Regions from separate parts of the Hordeum vulgare genome. Here regions 1 and 2 are each linked to region 3. A link is a contact called in public Hi-C data. All regions are on one chromosome and are shown on one strand. The core of a region is the stretch at or near the end of the contact, and the rest is flanking DNA. Distances in the headings are between cores, read along the strand shown. Region 1 holds the start of LOC123404430 (pentatricopeptide repeat-containing protein At4g20770). Region 2 holds the start of LOC123402057 (exosome complex component RRP45A-like). Region 3 holds the start of LOC123401881 (auxin-responsive protein SAUR71-like).

The links. Hi-C and Micro-C count contacts between places; a contact is called where the count stands out from the background.
Region 1: a contact with region 3 is called in a Hi-C map of seedling, with 3 times the contacts expected there. The contact joins the promoter of LOC123404430 here to the promoter of LOC123401881 in region 3. A contact is called at or near these places in 2 of 6 Hi-C or Micro-C datasets (leaf and seedling).
Region 2: a contact with region 3 is called in a Hi-C map of leaf, with 4 times the contacts expected there. The contact joins the promoter of LOC123402057 here to the promoter of LOC123401881 in region 3. A contact is called at or near these places in 2 of 6 Hi-C or Micro-C datasets (leaf and seedling) and 1 of 1 datasets of contacts at active chromatin or transcription factors (embryo).

Annotation. Positions count from the first base shown.
Region 1 is chr6H:106,306,832-106,310,381 of MorexV3_pseudomolecules_assembly, reverse strand. LOC123404430 (pentatricopeptide repeat-containing protein At4g20770) reads left to right here and starts at 1,488. Exons shown (of 4, transcript XM_045098359.1): 1 at 1,488-3,550. The coding sequence starts at 1,488.
Region 2 is chr6H:106,512,789-106,516,423 of MorexV3_pseudomolecules_assembly, reverse strand. LOC123402057 (exosome complex component RRP45A-like) reads left to right here and starts at 2,096. Exons shown (of 9, transcript XM_045095917.1): 1 at 2,096-2,346; 2 at 2,465-2,674; 3 at 2,759-2,854; 4 at 2,949-3,063; 5 at 3,310-3,390; 6 at 3,488-3,635. The coding sequence starts at 2,219.
Region 3 is chr6H:107,195,526-107,199,444 of MorexV3_pseudomolecules_assembly, reverse strand. LOC123401881 (auxin-responsive protein SAUR71-like) reads right to left here and starts at 2,419. Exons shown (of 1, transcript XM_045095737.1): 1 at 1,400-2,419. The coding sequence starts at 2,175. The coding sequence ends at 1,819.

The sequences.
Region 1 (3,550 bases), core at 239-2,738, 890 kb after region 3:
CCCCTGCCTCTCCTGGTGGTCCGCCTTCCTCTCCAGCACCGGTTCTCCCATGAGTTAAATCCATCCAGCAAAAGGAACGAACAATATTCAGCCAAAGCACCACCAGGAATCGAAAATTACAACAACTAATAAGCGCTCGAGTTGACGGGGTTACCCATGAGGAAATCTGCAGCTGCGACGGACGGAGGAGGGTCGAGAACAGATCAAGGATGGCAGGGGCTAGGGGCGACAGCTCCGGCAAGGTGCGAGAGGATGCGGTGTCGACCTAGATCGGGAAGAAGGAGAGAAGGGGGAGGGGAGGCTTCGGCGTTCTCGGGAAGGAAGGGGTCGAGGGAGGAGACAGAGTGTGCTAGGTTTAGGTAGGAGAGGTGAGTGTTTGGTGGGCCGATGGATTGGATGGACGGATGGATGGATATACGGATAGATGTTTGACACGTCATCGATCCATGCCATAGCAGATTCCACCAATCAGAATTAAGCTTATATGGTAATTATTTTAAAAAGTGTTCTAGAAATGAGCTACCATGTGTGAAGATTCATGGAGGATAAAATACCAGCCCAATATAAAAGTAAGATAAAAACAAATTACAAGCCCGTGCCATGAATGTGGTCACTATATTGGAGGGAAGTTTTGATAGTTATTTTTAATAGTTTTTATGCAAAATATTACAATCTTAAAATGTGGGCCTTTTTGACAAACCACAAACTAGCCAATTAGCAATTATGGAGGATAAAATACCAGCCCAATATAAAAGTAAGATGAAAAATAATAGCCCAACAAAAAAGTGATATAAAAAACAGTTCAATACATGCATGAGATGGGATAGAATGGACCCACGAATGACATGTCAACATAGTTAGAACATGTTACGATATTTTTATAATCATCGTAAAAGTTATGACGATCTCATCTTATGCGGTTACGACGTTTTTGACTCACATCGTCGTAATTTATATGTAGATTTGATTCCCTCAAACGGTTTACGACCATCTCAGATGAAATCGTCATAGATTTATGACTAATTCATCAACGACCTTTTAAAATATGTCATGTATGAGCATATTTCTTGTAGTGTCGGGCCGTGCCAGGCACGCAGCCCGGCTCAGACCATGTCTGGGCCTGAAGGCTGGGTACGCGGACCGACATGACATGCCCGTTTACAGTTTTTATTATTTTTATTATTACATATATAATATGTAGCAAGTTAAAAGCCTAACAGGTCAAAAGCGGCCTAAAAGCCCAAATGCGTAGCAGGTTAGCGGACCTAGCGTGTCGACGGATCGGTCCGTATAGGTCCCGTGCCGTGCCTAACCCTGAAGGCTGCGCATGTGCACCGGCACGACACGACACTGTCCGACTAATATTCATGCCTGAACGAGCCGTACCATGTGAGGCCCGTTTACGGTGGGCCGTGCCAGCCCGTTTGGACAGGACTGCTTTTGTCTATAAAATACAGCCCTTCTACTTGCCGCTAAATCCCGCGCTAATGTCGAATCTGGCGGCCCAGCTCGCGGGCGTGCTCCAAGCCTGCATCAAGCGAAACCCAAAGCCCAACCGCGCGCACGCTAAGGCCGCCCACGCGCGCGTCCTCGCCGGCGGCTTCGCCGCCGACATCTTCCTCCTCAACCGCCTGGTCGAGCTCTACTCGCTCTCTGGCCTTCCGCGCGACGCCCTCCGCGCCTTCCGCACCCTGCCTCACCCCAACGCCTACTCCTACAATGCTGCGCTCTCGGCGGCCAGCCGCGCGGGCGACCTCGACGCGGCCCGGACGCTGCTCGACGAAATGCCCGAGCCGAACGTCGTCTCCTGGAACACCGTCATCGCCGCGCTGGCGCGGTCCGAGCGCGCGGGCGAGGCGCTGGGCCTCTACGAAGGGATGCTGCGGGAGGGCCTCGTCCCGACGCACTTCACGCTTGCCAGCGTGCTCAGCGCTTGCGGCTCCATGGCCGCGCTCGAGGACGGGAGGCGCTGCCACGGGCTCGTGGTCAAGGTCGGGCTTGAAGAGAACCTGTTCGTGGAGAACGCGCTCGTTGGCATGTACACCAAGTGCGGCAGCGTTGGGGATGCTGTGCGGCTGTTCGACCGGATGGCTTGCCCGAACGAGGTGTCGTTCACGGCGATGATGGGAGGGCTGGCACAGACTGGGTCCGTTGACGATGCGCTCAGGCTGTTCGCGAGGATGTGCAGGAGCGGGGTACGTGTTGATCCCGTGGCCGTGTCAAGTGTTCTGGGCTCGTGCGCACAAGCTGGCGCCAGCGAGTTCAACGTTCTTCGCGCTTTCCAGCTTGGGCAGTGCATTCACGCCTTGATCATCAGAAAAGGCTTCGGGGCAGACCAGCATGTGGGGAACTCCTTGATCGATATGTACACCAAGTGCATGAAAATGGACGAGGCTGTCAAGGTGTTCGACTCATTGCCCAGCGTCAGTATTGTTTCTTGGAACATCCTTATAACTGGATTTGGCCAGGCGGGCAGTTATGAGAAGGCTTTGGAAGTATTGAACCTGATGGTAGAGTCGGGCTCTGAGCCCAATGAGGTCACTTACAGTAACATGCTGGCGTCCTGTATTAAGGCGAGGGATGTTCCATTTGCTCGTGCAATGTTCGACAATATATCAAGGCCGACTTTGACTACGTGGAATACACTTTTGTCTGGTTACTGCCAGGAGGAACTGCATCAAGAAACAATCGAGCTGTTTAGGAAAATGCAGCATCAAAATGTGCAGCCTGACCGAACAACTCTGGCCGTGGTCCTCAGTTCATGCTCAAGATTGGGGAATTTGGGCCTTGGAGCACAAGTTCATTCTGCTTCAGTAAGACTCCTGTTGCATAATGACATGTTCGTCGCTAGTGGTTTGGTGGATATGTATGCAAAATGTGGACAGGTTAGTATTGCCAGGAGCATTTTTAACAGGATGACAGAGAGAGATGTGGTGTGTTGGAATTCTATGATCTCAGGTTTGGCTATCCATTCTTTCAATAAAGAGGCCTTTGATTTCTTCAAGCAGATGCGACAAAATGGAATGATGCCCACATCCTCCTCCTATGCTACCATGATTAATTTATGTGCAAGACTTTCTTCCGTACCTCAAGGTAGGCAGATACATGCACAAGTTGCGAAAGATGGTTATGATCAGAATGTCTATGTGGGTAGTGCCCTGATCGATATGTATGCTAAATGTGGCAACATGGACGATGCACGCCTTTCCTTCGACAGCATGGTGACTAAGAATATAGTTGCATGGAATGAGATGATACATGGATATGCTCAGAATGGTTTCGGAGAAAAAGCCGTTGAACTATTTGAGAATATGTTAACTACAGAACAGCGGCCAGATAGTGTCACTTTCATTGCCGTCCTAACAGGATGTAGTCACTCTGGGCTCATAGATGAAGCTATTGCATTCTTTAATTCCATGGAGAGTACTTACAGAATTACACCACTGGCTGAGCATTACACTTGTCTCATAGATGGATTGGGGCGAGCGGGTCGGCTTGTTGAAGTGGAGGCACTAATAGAACAGATGCCATGCAAAGATGATCCTATAGT
Region 2 (3,635 bases), core at 847-3,346, 680 kb after region 3:
TTTTTTTCATACACATTATCAGTTTCAGTTATACATCTATACAAAAATTATACACGTTTAATGGATTTTAAACACGTGATTAGCATTTTCTCAAATAGGAGTACAAGTTTTTGAAACTTTGTCAAATACATGTTAAATGTATTTTAGATGGTATAAAACATTTCGTGAACTATACAGACATTTTCGTAAATTGTATAAATATTTTGAAAATGTCATATATTTTTTAAGTATGTGAACATTTTCAAAATGCAACTTATATTTTTTAACTAAACATATATATTTTTATAATGCGTAAATAAATTTTCAAATACAACGCACCTTAATGCTTGAACATTTTTTAAATCTCACAAACACCAGAATTTAAGTTGTTTTCTTACATAGAATAAGAAGAAACAACAACATAAAAAATGTTTATTCATTCTGAACATGATATGGTGTAGTAGCATGGTGGACTCTTAGTTAAGAGTGATCACGACTCCACGAGGTAACATGTTCAAGCTGTGAGTCTTTATTTTCTCTTGTTAGATTTTTTTTTTCAATTTTCAATACATGTTCATACGATGCAGACTATTCATGCATACTAAACATCAACCATCATCTGTGTGGTGGTTGTGCATCCGAGCATACTAGAGACAAGTCATGGGTTTGAAACACCACCCTCATCCTTTGTTTTTCATTTTATTTTAGGGTCTCAATGCGTAAATGAAAAAATCTGATGGCTTTTTGCAAACCTATCATGCGACAACGGCTGACAGCGGGCCTTGGCTGTGCTGGCATGCCACACAAGCCCCTGATACGTCCGTGTACGCGAAGTGTGATCGTATTTGTATGCTCGTGCAAGTTTGATGACCGAAAACATGTATTTTACAAGTTTGTGCACCAAACTGATCGTCACGTGCAAGTTCTATGACTAACGGTGTATTTACCTCTTTTTTATACATTATTAGAGAACAAATCATTCATTGTCAAGCAAAATACCATTTAAACAATCTATTACGAAAAAATGAACAAGTTAGAGCATCTATAGCGACCCCGTATAATGGTCAAACCCGTAAAAAAATGATGCGTTTACAGTTTCGGTGGGAAAAACGGCGCGGAGCACACCCAATAAAACTTATTTGAACCGTAAAATTTTTAAGGGGCGCGGTAAATCCATCCGTCAAAACCTTATATGTGCAGTTTTGAAGGCACTATACAGTTCAACTTGTAAACTGGTCAAATGTCGTCGGAGCAAACGCGCCGCCGCGGAACTGAGTGAAATTTACCTGAAACTCACCGGAATCCGTCGCCGCATGTCGGAAGAAGCCGCTGCACGCCGGAATTTGTCGCCGCTGGTCCGAATTGCGGTAAGCTTGACCTCCACTTCCGAGGCAAGGCCGTCCACGGGCAGGGCGGAGCAGGCCACCGGCGGCCCGAATCAGGGCGGGGCGGCACCGGAGAAGAGCGAGGCAGGGGTGAGGGAGCTCGCGCGGCCACATTGGGAAACGCGCATGCGGCGAGGGGCATTGTCGGGCTCAAATCAGGGACGGACGCGCGCGCGAGGGAACGCGTGGCCGGGACGGGCGGCGCAGGGCTCCTCCAGTGCTTGCGTGGCCCGGAACGGGCGACGCTGGACGAGGCGGGTGACGCCGGGGCGAGCTGGTGTGCCAGAGTGAGGCACGCCGTGGCCGGAGACGGGAGAAAAAAAAAGGAAAAAATGAGCTATAGTGGGATACAATTTCATTTACGGGATGTGCTCTGTTCGGGACAATTTTGTACCATAGAAACGATTTCCAGTGTCCCTTATATGTTTTTTTAAGGATCAACTTTTACAGTGTGCTAGAGAAGCTCTTACATTCATTTCAATACTCTAGCGGCATTTTAGTCCTTTCATCAGCTCAAAGTCGTTTTCACAGCTTTTGTTACCAAATAAGAAACGACCAATCTTTAGTTCTTTACTGCAGCCGATTCCCCAACAAAATCAATCCATAATTCTATGAAGTTGAATCCCGAACAAACAAGGGCTGAGATAAGTGGGCAGTTTTTCATAGGCTCCATAATTTTGGCATCAACCAAAGTACAAGGACCAAACTAACATAGAGTACCAAAATTTGGGCAGAACACATTTGGGCACCAACCAAAACATTACCCAAACTCACTCAAAAAGGGCACAAACAACCCCCCGCCCCCGCCTCGGCCGCGTCTAAAACCCTAGCTCCCGCCGCCGGCGAGCAACGAGATGATGGACCCGCGGTGGCGCCCGACGGTGAACGAGCGGGAGTTCATCGAGCAAGCCCTCCAGTCGGACCTCCGCGTCGACGGCCGCCGCCCCTTCGACTTCCGCAAGCTCAAAATCGCATTCGGCAGGTACCTTGGCTCAATCCCCTCTCCATTCCTCTTCTTCCGCGCGTCCGTCGGTTTGAGCTCAGGGAACTCCTTTGCTCGCGCTTCAATCTTTGGCTGAAGCTGCTGCTGGAATCTGTAGGGAGGATGGCTCGGCGGAGGTGGAGCTCGGCGAAACGCGTGTGATGGGTTATGTGACTGCCCAATTGGTCCAGCCGTACAAGGACAGGCCTAACGAGGGCACGCTGGCCATCTTCACCGAGTTCTCGCCCATGGCTGATCCTGCCTTTGAGCCGGGGCGACCTGGGGAAGCAGCTATTGAGTTGGGCCGTGTCATTGATCGTGGCCTAAGGTCTCCGGATGGCTGTTTGGTAGTTCCTTTTTTGTCAAAGAGTTGAAGTGTGGAGTTTAATGAGGATTCTCGGTGGTGTCGCAGGGAGAGCAGAGCCGTGGATATGGAATCCCTGTGTGTTGTTGCAGGGAAGCATGTCTGGTCGGTGCGTGTTGACCTTCACATTCTGGACAATGAGGGGTATGGGTTGTATATTGCCTACTGATGTGATTAATGAGTTAATGCTTCTGGGTAGAGCGCTAACCGCGTGAATTGATATGGACGTTTCTCTCAGGAATCTCATCGATGCAGCTAACATCGCTGCATTGGCAGCTTTGTCTACATTCCGGAGGCCTGAATGCACGGTTGGTGGGGATGATGGTCAGCAAGTTACAGTACATGACTCTGAGGTAGGCATATAAGGTGTTATATTGTACATTCTCTTGCTCACCCATTCCTAAGTTCTAGCTGGACCTACAAAGCACCACATTCTCCAGTTTGCTGTGTCGCTGTAATGAGAAGTACCAAATATATATGACTTGCAGAGCTTCCTGTAATATGTACTCACAAAAACAACCCCATTATTAACTGTCAAATGCTGGTCCTGTCACTGCCATGGAATTTATCTTATGTTCTATCTTTATTGTATATTACAGGTCAGGGACCCACTTCCCCTAACAATTCATCATCTCCCTATAGCTGTAACCTTTGCATATTTTGGTGACGGTAATATCATGGTATATTTCAATATTTCTGAACATGAAAGGGGTGTTATTAACAACCATCATGTTTCTCTCTTCTTCTGACAGTCTTTGGCTGAATTTTTGTATGTAGGTTATCGATCCAACGTACAAGGAAGAAGCTGTTATGGGAGGAAGGATGACAGCTACGATTAACTCGAATGGTGATGTCTGTGCCATTCAGAAAGCTGGTGGAGAGGGTGTCATGTCTAGTGTTATCATGCAGTGTTTAAGGATTGCTT
Region 3 (3,919 bases), core at 1,170-3,669:
GAAAAATGGATTTCTACAGTTGATCAGAGAGCCTCATTTGGCAGATTCCGCTTTAATCGGTATCCGTGCTATCTTTGCCCGGACAACAAACACATGGCTTGCATCCACAATGCACCAATGTTAACTCATGCTCTCCCCAAATGCAATGCACTACAAAATGTTCCGACGGAGAAAATCGGTGTCGATTTAAAAGGATCTGAACATAGTTCAGTATAATGCCCGCAAAGTTCACTTGAAATTGCTGTGTTCAGTACACAAACACGGATAGAAACTGAAAACCAAGCCAAATTCGAACTCATTTTTTCTACAATTGCAATGTACTGTATTTGATAAGAACATTGCTGAACATACTAGCCAAATTTTGCCGAACAACCTGCGGCAGGCTAGTGAAACTGCGATTCATATTCAGCCTGCAAATTTTTATGAATTCTAGGTTTGGTTTGCAATTGGTGCAAACATGACAACCAAAATTTGATGAACAATCTGTTACATGCAAAGTCAGAAACCGAGAGTGCAGTGCAGATTCAGGATGCAGTACTTCAGAAATCAGAATTATATCTTGTCTGGATGTTCAATATCTTGTCCGGATGTTCATACAAATGCATTCCTACAGTTGTTCAAAGAGCTGGTGTGACTTTCTTTGGCAGATTCTGCTTTATAATCAGTAATATGCTTTGCTATCTTTGGCCGGACCACTAACATATCGCTTGCATTCACAAGCTTGCACCAATGTTAAACTCATGCCCTCCCCAGATGCAATGCAGTACATAATGTTCGGATGCGGAAAGTTGTCGATTTATAAGGACTTGAACTATCTTCAGCAAAATGATACCAAAAAGTTCAGTTGAAATTGCAGCGTTCCCAACTCGGATATCAACTTGTTGAAAACCAAACCAAAGCGAACTCTAACTCAATATTTCTACAATGGCAACGCAGTACTTGATAAGAACACTGCTGAAGATGTTAGCCAAATTTTGCTGAACAATCCGTGACAGGCCAGTGAGGCTGCAGCTCATATCCAGGCTGCAGCAATTTCTTGGATTTTCAGCCCGGCTGAAGATGCTCTTACACTTGCACCAGATCAGCCGTACAAAAGCTCTAAATGTACTGCTTGAGTGCTTGTCTTGGTGTTAATAAAAGTTGATATCTGCAGTATCCTTTCATTCATTCGGCATATATCCTGCTTTAAACCAGCACCCTTTTGCTATCTTTGCCCGGACCACCAACATGGCCATCCCTTGCCCATCACATCTTGCACCAAAATGCAGTGCAATTCAGTAAAACGAACAAGAATTCTCTGAAATGCATGTAAAAAATTCATGCTTTCCAAACAGATCCAGGATCTCTGATGATATGAACTGAAGCAAATAGTAGACAGCAGGAGGGACAACAATGGATGTGTAGTGCTAAAAGATATTACTAGCTCAGTAAAAATATGGCATGAAAGCCTCAGGATCTGATATGGTTAACAACACCGAATACCTCAAAATCCCTAGCACGAACGCATACTGCTACCTCTCTCTCTGCCTCAGACACACGCACGCACGCACACACACGCTGAAATCCCTAGAACTAGAGGGGGTGAAAAAGGAACACCCGCAAGTTCTTCCCATTCAGCTCATGCTCAGCAGTAAGTAAAAAAAAGTTACTACGAAGCTAGGAGATCCCTATCCTAACCCTGGCTCCGGCGACTCTCCTTGGGCCTGCCGCCGTATGTACATTGCAGGTCTGCCCGGTGCCCCCGGGGGTAAATCCGTCAGAAGTGGTGGGGGGCGAATGAAGGGGCAGAGTTCTCCAGCGGCGGGCCGAGGAAGGCGCCTAGCAGTCGGCGGCGTAGGGGTCGTCGGAGAGGCGGACGAGGAGGCGGCGGAAGTCGGCGACGGGGCAGGGGATGCGGAGCGCGCCGGGGTGGCCGTACCCGTACTCCTGGGCGGCGCGGAGGAGCAGCGCCGCGAAGGCCGGACGTCCCAGCAGGTCCGCGCGCACCGCGAAACGCTCCACGGGCCCGCCCTCCTCGCCGACGCACACCGGCACGTGCCCCTGCGGCACCTTGCCGCCGCCGGCCGCCGAGGGCTGCTTAGGGGCGGAGCGGAGCTGCCGGTACGCCGTGGCGGCAGCGGCGGAGGAGGAGTCGGCCGCGGCGACGCGGGAGAGCCGTCTGAAGAGGCGCTTCATGGCGCTGGGGGCGGCGGCGGCGGGGAGGGAAGAGAAAGGCTGTGGGTTCCTGGCGCAGGGGTCAAGGCGTTCGGTTGGTTGCAGTGGACGGACTGGTACTAGTACTACCGGGTGGGCTGCGCTGCGGTCCTCCGTGCTTTATAGAGGTGTGTAGGGGTGCTAGCGCTCGTCGCCACTTTTTCAGCCATTTCAAAACTTTTTTTTTGTGCGGAGATCCTTTTTTGTGCGGAGTACTTTGGGCTATTTTTCAAATATTGCATTTTTTTATTAATTTAAAAAACATTGTGATGGATAAAAAAATTGTAATTAGGTAACATCATCGACCATCCCGTAGCCGACTGGATCTCGTCGGCCACGCCCACGCCGATTAGCCCCTACCGGCTACGGCACGCCAACACGCGTGTCGCCCTCCCATTTTGCCACTAACGTGATTAATTAGTACTAATCGACCTAGCAGTAATTAATTAGTACTAATAGGCCTAGCGTGATCGATTAGTATTAATCAGCCTAGCCATGACTAATTATTATTAATTGGCCTACTCGTGGCCAATTAGTATTAATTGATCTTGGCAAAGTCAATAGGTGCATGTAATTTTTTTCCTTGTGTAAGGTCAAACTTTTCATGGCCACGATAGCAAAATTGCCCCTTTATAATTTTTTCTGTCAATTTTCCCGTCTTTTTTTCCTGTCATTGCACTTGTCATTTGAGTCTATAAAATGAGGCATTGAAACTGTCTTCCTCCATCGTCGAGCCACACTTGAAAACACCAACGTGTTAGTCATTATGAGTTTGTCTTGCTCGGATCAAAGCATTAAGCCTAGGAAATATTGCGCTGTTGCTGCGGCGATCTCTGAAAGGTGAAGGAGGTGACGAATTTTTCAGATTGGTTGGGCATAAAGTTTTTCATGTGCGCCAATTATGAGAAAGATCCACCCGTTGCTACTTCACCGCACATCAGGCCTCCAATATGCTCCAGTCATCAAAGTCATCAATAATAAACACGTTGTTGATATTATTGTTGACTTGATATTTATATTTCTGTTTTTGTTGTATTCTCCTACTCTTCTGTGCATGTACTATCATGGGATTGACATGGAAATATCGGACTAGGCGATGACTGAGATTCATGAAAGAGGTCGTCGTGCATGGGCTAGTTTGGACGCAGAAGAGCGCTGCGAGAAGGCAGAAGCAGAGGAGAAAACAAAGGAGCAGAGAGAGTGGTGATGACGAGATGATGTATATACTTCTTGCTCCTCGTTGGTTACCCCAAGTGGAAGGTTGAGATGTAGTCAGCATCAAGTTTTCCCTCACACGAAGACTGTAATGTTTATCGAACCAGGAGGACTTCTAGGATGAACAAGTAGGTGTCTCCTGTCCTGGCTAGTAGAAGACGTGGTCCTACACACACAACAAATAATTTTTCTCCCAACGAGTACAGAGAGGTTGTCAATCTCTCCGGCCTTGTAGTTTGCAAAAGATCAAAACACAAGCGGGAAAAGTAATAGTGATTGCAACATGAGAGTAAATGAAAACGGTAAATGGTGAAGGTGTAAACAATGATGGTGATATGGACCGGAGTCACATGATGTTCACTAATGATGTCTCTTTCCCAAAAGACGATAAATAACTATACTTGGGTGAACAAATTACAGTTGGGTAATTGACAGAATTATGAACGCACCGCAATGCTAATTATGCTACTTGAAAGTGAGAGACTCAATAGTAATGGGCAGTACGTCAAGA